Regions from separate parts of the Thunnus thynnus genome. Here region 1 is linked to region 2. The links are chromatin contacts, called in public Hi-C maps. All regions are on one chromosome and are shown on one strand. The core of a region is the stretch at or near the end of the contact, and the rest is flanking DNA. Distances in the headings are between cores, read along the strand shown.

The links. A called contact is a pair of places that touch in the nucleus more often than the background predicts.
Region 1: a contact with region 2 is called in a Hi-C map of muscle, with 4 times the contacts expected there. The contact joins the promoter of tbck here to the promoter of gstcd in region 2. A contact is called at or near these places in 2 of 3 Hi-C or Micro-C datasets (heart and muscle).

Annotation. Positions count from the first base shown.
Region 1 is chr3:23,035,111-23,039,801 of fThuThy2.1, reverse strand. It overlaps tbck (TBC1 domain containing kinase), which reads left to right and starts at 2,753. Exons shown (of 26, transcript XM_067584823.1): 1 at 2,753-3,038; 2 at 3,464-3,676; 3 at 3,944-4,016; 4 at 4,389-4,503; 5 at 4,618-4,691. The coding sequence starts at 3,484. aimp1a (aminoacyl tRNA synthetase complex interacting multifunctional protein 1a) reads right to left here and starts at 2,655. Exons shown (of 7, transcript XM_067584829.1): 1 at 2,519-2,655. The coding sequence starts at 2,520.
Region 2 is chr3:22,827,866-22,833,013 of fThuThy2.1, reverse strand. It overlaps gstcd (glutathione S-transferase, C-terminal domain containing), which reads right to left and starts at 3,614. Exons shown (of 12, transcript XM_067584816.1): 1 at 3,487-3,614; 2 at 2,876-3,306; 3 at 1,397-1,855. The coding sequence starts at 3,295. ints12 (integrator complex subunit 12) reads left to right here and starts at 3,814. Exons shown (of 7, transcript XM_067584817.1): 1 at 3,814-3,953; 2 at 4,946-5,109. The coding sequence starts at 4,954.

The DNA of each region.
Region 1 (4,691 bases), core at 1,504-4,003, 210 kb before region 2:
TACTTTTTGAAGAAAGAGGAAAAGAAGGATTTTTACAAGGCTGAGGCATGGAGAAGAAAACTTCTTTCACATATTACAGGGAGGTGCTGGAAAACAACAGCTGGCCTAAGATGAAAACAAAATGTTGGGGGATGAGGAAATTAGAAACACAAAAGAGCTGGAGTTGATAAAATCAAGGATCAAAGCATTGTTTTTTGAGAAACTGAATTGATTTAACAGGACCAGTGGTCGAGTAATAACAAGAGCCACAAAATGGCTGATCTTATTTGGATAACCTTTGAAAATGGGTCTTTGGGCTGAGGTATTGTCCCCAACATAAAGACATGAAGAGGTCATTTCAGCTTTGGATTTTAAATAGAATAGCCAAAGGTATTAAAAAAGTGATGTGGGATGTCACGGAGGGAAATAAAAATCACAACCACTTATATTCCAGAGGGCATAGTCTTTCAACCCTCCTTATTTACCTGTCTTCACTGTATGGAAATTAAAATATCTTTTATTCATCTCCTGGTGTGTAACTATATAAAGTTGGCAGTCACCCCATAGATGGGGTACAGCTGGTCGAGGCATGTGACTATATCCACTCTTATCACTCTCCTAAAAATAGACATGACTGGTTTGCTTAGTCATACAGTTCTCATTAGTTCACACATTTCATGTCTATACATTTTCAAATAAAAAAAAAAATCAAAGATGATCCTGCATAGCAATGCACAGGCTACACAGGTGGTTTGAATCAAATCAGTAAATCAGTTACATTTAACCATCAGCTTTCTCTGGTATGGTGGTGTGTGAGCAGACTTACTAGAATACAAGTGTTTTCTCTTTTCATGCTTCATTCCCACAGTAAAAATATACTGCAGCAGGAGAATACTTCCCTATCTGTCTGACAACCAGACCATTATGAAGGAAACAAGAGTGCAGCATGCCAGCACCACCTCAAGGTATCAGAAGGACCTACACCTTTTAATTAGAGATACATAGCCTTCAGCAGTTTATACAGTCATGTGTTTTTGACTTACACATATTAGCCCTTAAAAGGTGCTGTGTGTAAGATTTAATGGCATCGGGTGGTGAGGTTACAGATTGCAAACAACTAAATTCCCCTCCCAAGCATGTAGGAGAACCTGTGGTGGCTGCAAAACTCGTGAAAAATGCAAAAGGCCCTTTTTAGAGCCACTGTTTGGTTTGTCTGTTCTGTGCTATTGTAGAAACATGGTGATGCAACATGGTGGCCTCCATGGAAGGGGACTGACTCCCTATGGAGAAGGGCGATTCTTATTCTCAGGTGATTATACACAAATTAAAACATACTTATGAATATTATATTCCATTTCTGGCAAGTCTGTTCCGATAGATATCACTAAATCTTACATACTGGTCCTTTAATGGGATAAAGTAGAATGATGATTAAGAAACACTTCTTAGTGTTTGACAATGTGTTGAGAAGTTTGATTTATTACTTTTTTTTTTTTACCTATACTCAAAGGCTTATTGATTAAATCAGTTAAAATATGGTGCAATGCTGAGAATATAGATGACCTCATGTTCAGAACTGACGACAGTATAACCCCTAAACACAAATTATTCACATCTAAATAGAAAACACTTGAAGGCTTGACAGTGCAGAAATACTAAGACTCTCGTCCATGAGTGGGGTTGCATTCATCAATTGTCTTCATTTTTGAGTATTTTTCCTCCCAAATCTGTTTAATTGTTAAGATGATAAAATGTCAAAACATAATGTCTATCAAGCACCTCATCATATTGTATATTTTGTCAAATGAGCTGCCAACATCCAAAAGTATTCAGTTTGCAAGAGAGCTGAAAGGATTGGTTGATTAATTGATCAGTCACGGACAGCAAATGTCCTGATATTTATTTTGATATTTAGTTGTCATCATATAACATTATCAAACGTGCAGGTTATAGCATTTTGAGGGTAAGTGTAATTATCCGATTCATATATGATGCTTTGTAAATTATTTGGTTCTCAAATGTCAAGATTTACTCTGAATCGAATAGCTTTGGGCGTTTGGATTACTATTTTAGGACATGCATGGACATCTTTGCTACAGATTAATATAATAATAATAATAATAATAATAATAATAATAATAATAATAATAATAATAATAACAATAATAATAATTTAGAATGACAAATTAGCTCTAGCTAACGTCAGACAATAAAACCGAAGATCGAATCGCAAATTACAATAACTAATCAAATAAACATAATATTTTTTTTTAGTGAGGTAGTACTAATCAATACATTTGAATTACTGACTTCAGTGGAAAATATGTACACTTTGCATTTACGTTGCTCCAGTTAAATCAGTAAGCTACAGTATAGAATTGAAGTAGTAACTTCGACTAACGTTACACTGCTCTTGACTTCAGGCTAACTGACACGTAGCTAGACGGTCAGTTGGACGTTACTGGCACGTTGAGATTCAAATACAACATAAGCTATAATGTAAAACAGTGAGATATAACACAGGTTTTTAAAGACTTACATGGACTCTGTTCACTAACCCCAACACGTTGCAGCAAGAGCTGGGGGCTTGACAGCTGCAAGCCTTGATAACGTTAGCTTATTTAGCAGCTAGCCGCACACAGGCTGAATTAGGCCCCCAGCGGGTAGATCTCTGCACCATCCGGATACGACACAGAGCTCTACGCTTGCGTTGACGTATGTTCTACAGATCAGTTACCGTCGCTGAAATGCAAGGAGTCAACGGCAATTGCCTGTTTGTAATCATTAAAAAGAAAAACTAAGTCGTTCAAAATATTGGAAATTAAATCAAGAACAACTTTATTGAGAATTTGAACTAACTAGGTGATTGATTTAAGTTCCACAACCTTGATTTTGTTCTTAGAAAGTGTCTTCTGTGCACTACTTTGTCGCACAAACATAACGTCGTTGGTCACGTTCACTCACATCGCAAAGGCAGAAATAAGATTCATTTTGAAAATATTGCAATAACAACGTCCAGTTCATGCCTTTAAGATGACCAGACAGACTTTCATTTAACTGTGAGTAGACGCATTTTTCGGAAGTAATGCATGTTATTTAATCCCTCGTTTCCTACCTGGACAGTAAGGCAGTTATTTTCACAACTTACATTCTGAGGTTAGCTTGCTGGGTTTAACTGAAGCATCACTATCTGTCGTGTCCGACTTTGCTGTAACATTATACCCTAACAATAACTAACGTTATATGGTGTAAATATGTTGTAAAATGACAGTGCTATCCTGTCACTTGCTGTAATGACAATTTGCCTCAGCCATCCGCATTAATACATTTACTAGCTTTAACTGTAGCTAAGCAATCAACACTTCATTCATTAGTTCAGTTTTTAAACTCCTGATTAATGCGTAAGTTGCTCACATGCTGGGAATCAGAATGTCTCATATATATGTATATACTGTATGCTGAAGATTCTCTTCCCCATTATCAGTGCTTAAAGTCAGAGACATTATGAGGCCCCTCAAGGATGCTCAGCTGGGGGCCTTCACCTTCTTTGCCTCAGCCCTCCCGCATGACGTCTGTGGGAGCAATGGCCTACCTCTCACCCCCAACTCCATCAAAATCCTGGGACGCTTCCAGATCCTCAAGACCGTCACTCACCCCAGACTCTGCCAGTATGTGGACATCTCCAGAGGAAAGCATGGTATGGCTTTCTGTCTTGCCTTATAGTATGGGATTGACATCACATTATGCTTCCTATTATGGTCCTCCCAGTCACATTTCATCACATTATTCTGTCTTTGAGCAAAACATATCTGGCCCTTAATTTGATGACTCAAGATTGTAGGATACAAATTAATGATTATTATACATGCTCACTCATAATAAAAACATTTCAAATTCAAGTGTTTTCTAATCCAATTGCATACAATATCTTATTGTTTGGTCCCTTCTTCTTCTTGCCCCATAGAACGGCTGATTGTTGTTGCTGAGCACTTTGAGAGCAGTTTAAGTGATTTCCAAAAACAGGGAAAAACAGTCAGGTGAGATTGTCATTAAAAATCATTATTAACTATTCAGAAGTAATTATATGTGAACCCACTGCTTTTGCTCCTTTCACACTGGGGCTGACATTGTTTTTCCTGGTTAGCAGTCACCATGAGACTGTGTACTACTGAGAGATGTTTCCGTATTTGATGGGAAGTGAAATTCTGCAATATGCATTAACCTTGCCATCTACTGGCTGCGGGTAGTTTTGCATAATAACAATATTCTGTTGCACTTTCCAAGACAATCTTTTATAGTAACCTTAAGCTTAAATGTGTTGCAGATGAGGTTGAATTTACCCACATATTTTTTCTCTGACTTGACCCTTAAATGGAATTGAAACAGTGCCATGTTTGTGTTTGTGTTAGCCCAGAGAAGGTACTGCAGATAGCCTATGAGGTCCTTGAAGGTCTGGAGTTTATGAACAAACATGGTATGGTGCACAGAGCCCTCACCGCACACAACGTGCTCATGGACTGCAAGGTACTGTGCCCATCAAATTTAGCTGTTTTATATATGTCTGTTATTTACTTACTTAGAAAATGAAATGATTGCCTAAATGCAGTCCAACATCTAAGATGGATTTTTTCTTTGAAGGGGAATGTCAAGCTGGCAAAGTTTGGCCTTTATCACATGACTGATCATGGGGCAGATGTAGATTTTCCCATTGG
Region 2 (5,148 bases), core at 2,365-4,864:
TCATCTCCAACAGAGCGAGATGTCAGGTTCCACCAGAATTCACTCGTCACACTGGTGGACTGACACACAATGAGGGGCCATCCAGAAAAACATCCAAATAGCGTTGGCAGGTGGGAAGGGTAAAGACACAAACAGAGACATGATCAGAGGAGCGGTGTCACTGTGTGTGACTGTGTGTGGAAGACAGAAAGGAGAGAGAAGGGACACTGACATGGGGGGGGGGGGGGGGGGGAAGGGGGCAGTCCGCAGTACGACAAGTGGGCGGGGGGGGGGGGAAGCATCCGTTGTGGCTGCATGTGTCGTGGACAGTGATGGCCGTTAAGAGGAGACACGCTAGGCTGAGTGTGAAACTGGAAACCACTGGAGCACAGCTGACTACTAAGAGCCTCATTGTGAGAACTCCAGTTCATTCCCACAGTCTAGGAATAGTTGGAGACGGCTGAAGGGTGAAATGGAGGTTGAGACCCGCTTCACAGACTGACAGAGCAGCGTTCCTGATGAATAATCTATAATTAATTACCAATATATACTATTGAATTAACAGCCTTGGTACTCTCTGGTCTCAACTGCAGTTACTTCAATTGCTGCTTCTACTTAATGTGTAGAATATTCAGTCATTATGAATATTCAGAAAATGTGTGAGAGCTTTTGAAGTCTTGCAGGAGTTTTTAAGGAGTTTTAACACCATAAACCCACCCATTCTTGATCTGTTGCAGACAGAAAAATGGTCCCAAAGTAAAGTAATTGAAATGCATTTCAACCTGCTGCATTTGAACAGAAACCCTCCCATACACTGTTATCACTCTTTGCCAGGTGGCTCTAGACCACCTTTGAGAGCAAAGTCTGTGCCAAGTCTGATGCAGCGAGTCTTCTTAACTCAAGTTTCTGCTTGGATGGATCTAAAAAGAGCTGGGTGTACTGTCTGTTCACCCTGACCAGAGTGTCAAAACCATAAGTCATGCACAATTTGACAAGTCATCATAACAAATACATTGAAAAGCCGGTAAATATACATAATGGGGGTTCTGTAGCCTGAACGGCACCATCTATAGGAGGAGACATCAGAGCAAAGTCATGTGTTCGCTATTGCTTATGTTGTGAGACAAAACCTTACATTGATACACTTGATTGTTCAAGGAACAAAAAAAATTGAATTTTTCTTACAATAAATTTGATAAAACATATAATGTGACACTGCATTGAAGAGAAAGGGTTATACAGGAGGTATATGCATTGATAATAAAACTAAATGTGTATTATATATTTCTCCATGAATCTAAATTAGGCAATAATTTCAGGCAATAATAATAAAGAGGTCCTAAGCCAAAAGGGTTCATTTACAATACTGACAACCCTTTGATCATCAAGCATACATCATAAACTCCAAGGCTCTTACCAGGTACTGATAGATGCATGGCAGCAGGACCACATCAGTCAGTGTGAAGTACAGCCCTTCAGCAAACACATGCTCCAGCGGAGGCAGATCTGTGGTTTTCACTTTTCTGATCTCAGAGTTCTCTCTGGTGGTCAAAGCTGGAACTGAATCTACAGACAGCTTGGCCAGAGCCGCCCTGAGCTCGAGTCCATCACAGACCTGAGGTGACTGACCGGGCTGGGTGTCAGAGTCTGTGTTCCCTTGACCTTCAGGGGACTCATTCTTTTCATTCTGTCTCTGCTCTTGCAGTTTCTGTCTCCGTATTTTGTCATCATTGTGGACTTTGACAGGCTCCGCTAGCCGTCGCTCTAGGGTGAGGATGGAGAGAGGCAGCTGCTGATATTGATTTGTGGGATTTCGGAGGTGTTCTTCTACAGCAGACGGGATGCCAATTTCACACAGTCTGGTCCACTTGCTCACCTGAGAGTGAGGGAAGAGGATTAAAAAGATTTTTGAGATCTCTGAGGTCAAATACAACACTCAAAATTGAAAAAGAAATTAGATGTTGTGCATTACTATATTGATGTTTGTCTATGTATGATGCTGCTGACACTATTATCAGAGCCTAACTGACATACTGAAAGAAAAACTAATTCCACCAACCCCGCTAGTGTTGTGTGATCATTAAAGAAACATATAGTAAAAGTAATTTTTGCCAACCATTGAAATTTCATCAGCTAAGAAAACAGAGTAAAATAATACACACCCACAAAAGGCTGAAGAAGAACAAGCAATTTTGATAACTCTATTTTATGGTTCTTGCACAATTATTTGAGTTGAATTAGCTGTACAGAGTTTATAAGCTGATGTTGATTTCCAGCTGACTTTTCTAGGAAGAACTGCTCCATTTAAACCCTAATCAATATCGATTCATTCTTCATTTATTATACGAAACTTTGATCTTCATTAAATGTTCAGTTGTATTCTTGCCAGTAAACAAAGTTCACATTTTTGCATGTTCAGCTGACCTGCTGTGCACCCACAAGAATACTTGGTTATACTTGCATAAATACTTAATTGTATTTAATTAATCTAAAGTGTACTAATTGGATACTGTCCCAGTTTTTTTTGTTTTTTTTTTGTTTAATTAGTACCAAATAACACAGTCCTTCCCAGGGAGCTTTGTGTGAATTTAAAGTTTCATATCAGTTCCTTTTTAGGACATTATAGGGAACTATGGGACCTGTTAAATTAGTGTTACTGTGATTTTGAGTAACTGCCAACATGCCAAAACACAAAGGTAGGTCTTAAAATATAGTGGTTTTTAACACTGCCAAGTGTTGTTGGAGTTCTACCCTTTAAAGCTGCTTTCCCTTTTCCACGCATCCCACAAGTAGGTGAAGTTGTGCCAGAAAGCCCCACTATGTGACTGATGCTGTGACACATTCAGTCTTTTTCTTTTTGGTACTTTGGTAATTTGTTTCTCTGCTTGCCACTAACCTCAGCACAGGCCTTCAGACATGTCTTCTTGAAGCCCAGCAGTGCCAACACATCATTTCTGGAAGGGTCAGCTTCAGTGGTCTTGTTGATGATGTGTCTCAGGACCACAGCCAGTCCTGCCCTGCAGAGCCTCCCAGTCTCATCCAAAACTGCAGGGAGACGACAGCCCCTCACCAACTGAGGCAGATCCTCCAGCTGGACGTCACACACGTGCAAAGACTCTGGTAGCTGACTCCTCAGTGACTGAGAGTTGGCGGGTTTGGTGAAGACCAGAAAAACTTTGAAAGACTTGCACTCAGAGTAGGACAGGAGAAACAGGACAATAGGGGTGTGCAACGGGAGACGCAGCTCCTCATTTTGGGAACAAACTTCTAGAAAGAGGGAGGCTTGCTGCTGCTGCTGTACGTCTGTGTGCTTCATTATGGATAATACTGTGGAGAAAACACAGAGGGGGGAGTTAGCACGTAATTAGCTTGACAATGTTTTCAAAGTCAGACTAAACAACATCAATAAATTGCTCAGTTTTGTGCATTTTGAAGCATGACAGCTAAGGCATGATAGCTAAAATACCGTTTTAATTCTGGCGCATAAAATGATATTAACATACTCACAGCAGCTTTTTAAAATATGAACGTATGCACCGTCAATTTCAATAAGATAAAACCACGTTGTTTTGATACACGCTTCCTAGCACACGCAGCACAGCTTCTTCTTTCCTTTTACTAAAGCTAGGATAGCTACACAGCGCCATCAGCTGTCCATTTTAAAAACTTCAAAAAAAATCAAAACGGAAATACATATTTTAAAATGCTAAATCAATTTAAAGAATGTTTCAATTATACGTGTTGGATTTTAAAATATTAAATACGCAGTAAATTTATGTAATAAACCTCAATAAAAAAAACATTTTCATACGAGGTTCCGCGCAGGTAGATTCCGGACATATTTAACGGTTGCGAGAGCTGTTAGTGCGAGAGGAAACGCTTCCCCGGCTGTTCGCTCCTGTGTAGGAAGTTTACAACCGTCGGTTAACGAAAATACCGGCGTAAAAGGGCAAGATTTTACCAGAAAGTGTGAGGTAATGTAACCAAAGAGAGAATAATAAATTGCGAACTTGGTTTTATAACGGACAGCTGGGGAGGAAAGGTACCTTTAGCCATTGTGGAGCTGCTACAGTGCTCCGTGTTTCTGGTCCGGAATAATAACGTTACAGAGGAACCAAATCAATCCAGTGTTATCGCATGAATCTCTTTATATAAAACCCGAAAGACGGAAAGGGGACACGCATTATGGTATATGAGACTCAACCAGAGGCGTGGGTTACTTCAGCGCATCTTACCTATGAGAATAATGTACAATTCGCACGGAAACATTGATCATTACAGGGCACGTTGATGTGAACATACAATAGGGTACATTGGTGTAAGTGAAAAATCAACACTATGAACAACAGTCTGAGTCAACCTATTGCAACGGTTCTTTCCCTTAGAGGTTTTTTTGTGGCCTGTTTTCTCCTCTCTTCTTTCTATTTCAGTTCAGTTTGTAATAGCGCTTCTTATGCGGTTATTTTTAATGGTTGTGGTCATCGGTGTAAATGTCTTTGTCCATAAAACACTGAATACATAAGAGGCTCAAACTGGGGTAGATTGCACTGAAGAAAAACAAAGAGACGGTTAAGTTACTAAGAAATATATTTTTAATCTCCCTGCATGTTTTATGTGGAGGGAGAACGGTTCATAAATTTAATTTTAACAGCCCAGTCTAATATAGCTGAATGTGTCGATGCTTTGTTAATATTGTGTTATAGTGTATTGACTGTAGCAGACTGCAGAGATTACAAGTCCTTAAAAAGACATTTTGTCTTTGGAATCGAAAAGAGTTTCCCTTTTTCAAGTCAAATGTCAATGCAATGTTTATATCTAATGCAGCTTTTATTTAGTCTAAATTTACCTTACTTTCTTATATTTAGGAATTCTGTCACTTGCCAATCTTGTTTTGGGATGACCTTAGCAGTGGTATTTGACCATGCAAGTTGTAACTGTAGCCTGACATAATTTTTTTGACTCCTAGTTTAAGTCATGGCTGGACCTGTCAGTTTGGAGTTGGATCCCATCTTCCTTAAGGGACTGAGCTACCTGCACTCCAAGAGTAAAGATTCAGCTGAGAAACTCAAAGCTCTGCTAGATGAGTCCCTTTCAAGAGGAAGTGATTCATCTTATCGCTCATCACAAAAAGTAAGGACTCCATCATGTCTTTATGTTAATATAGTTTCT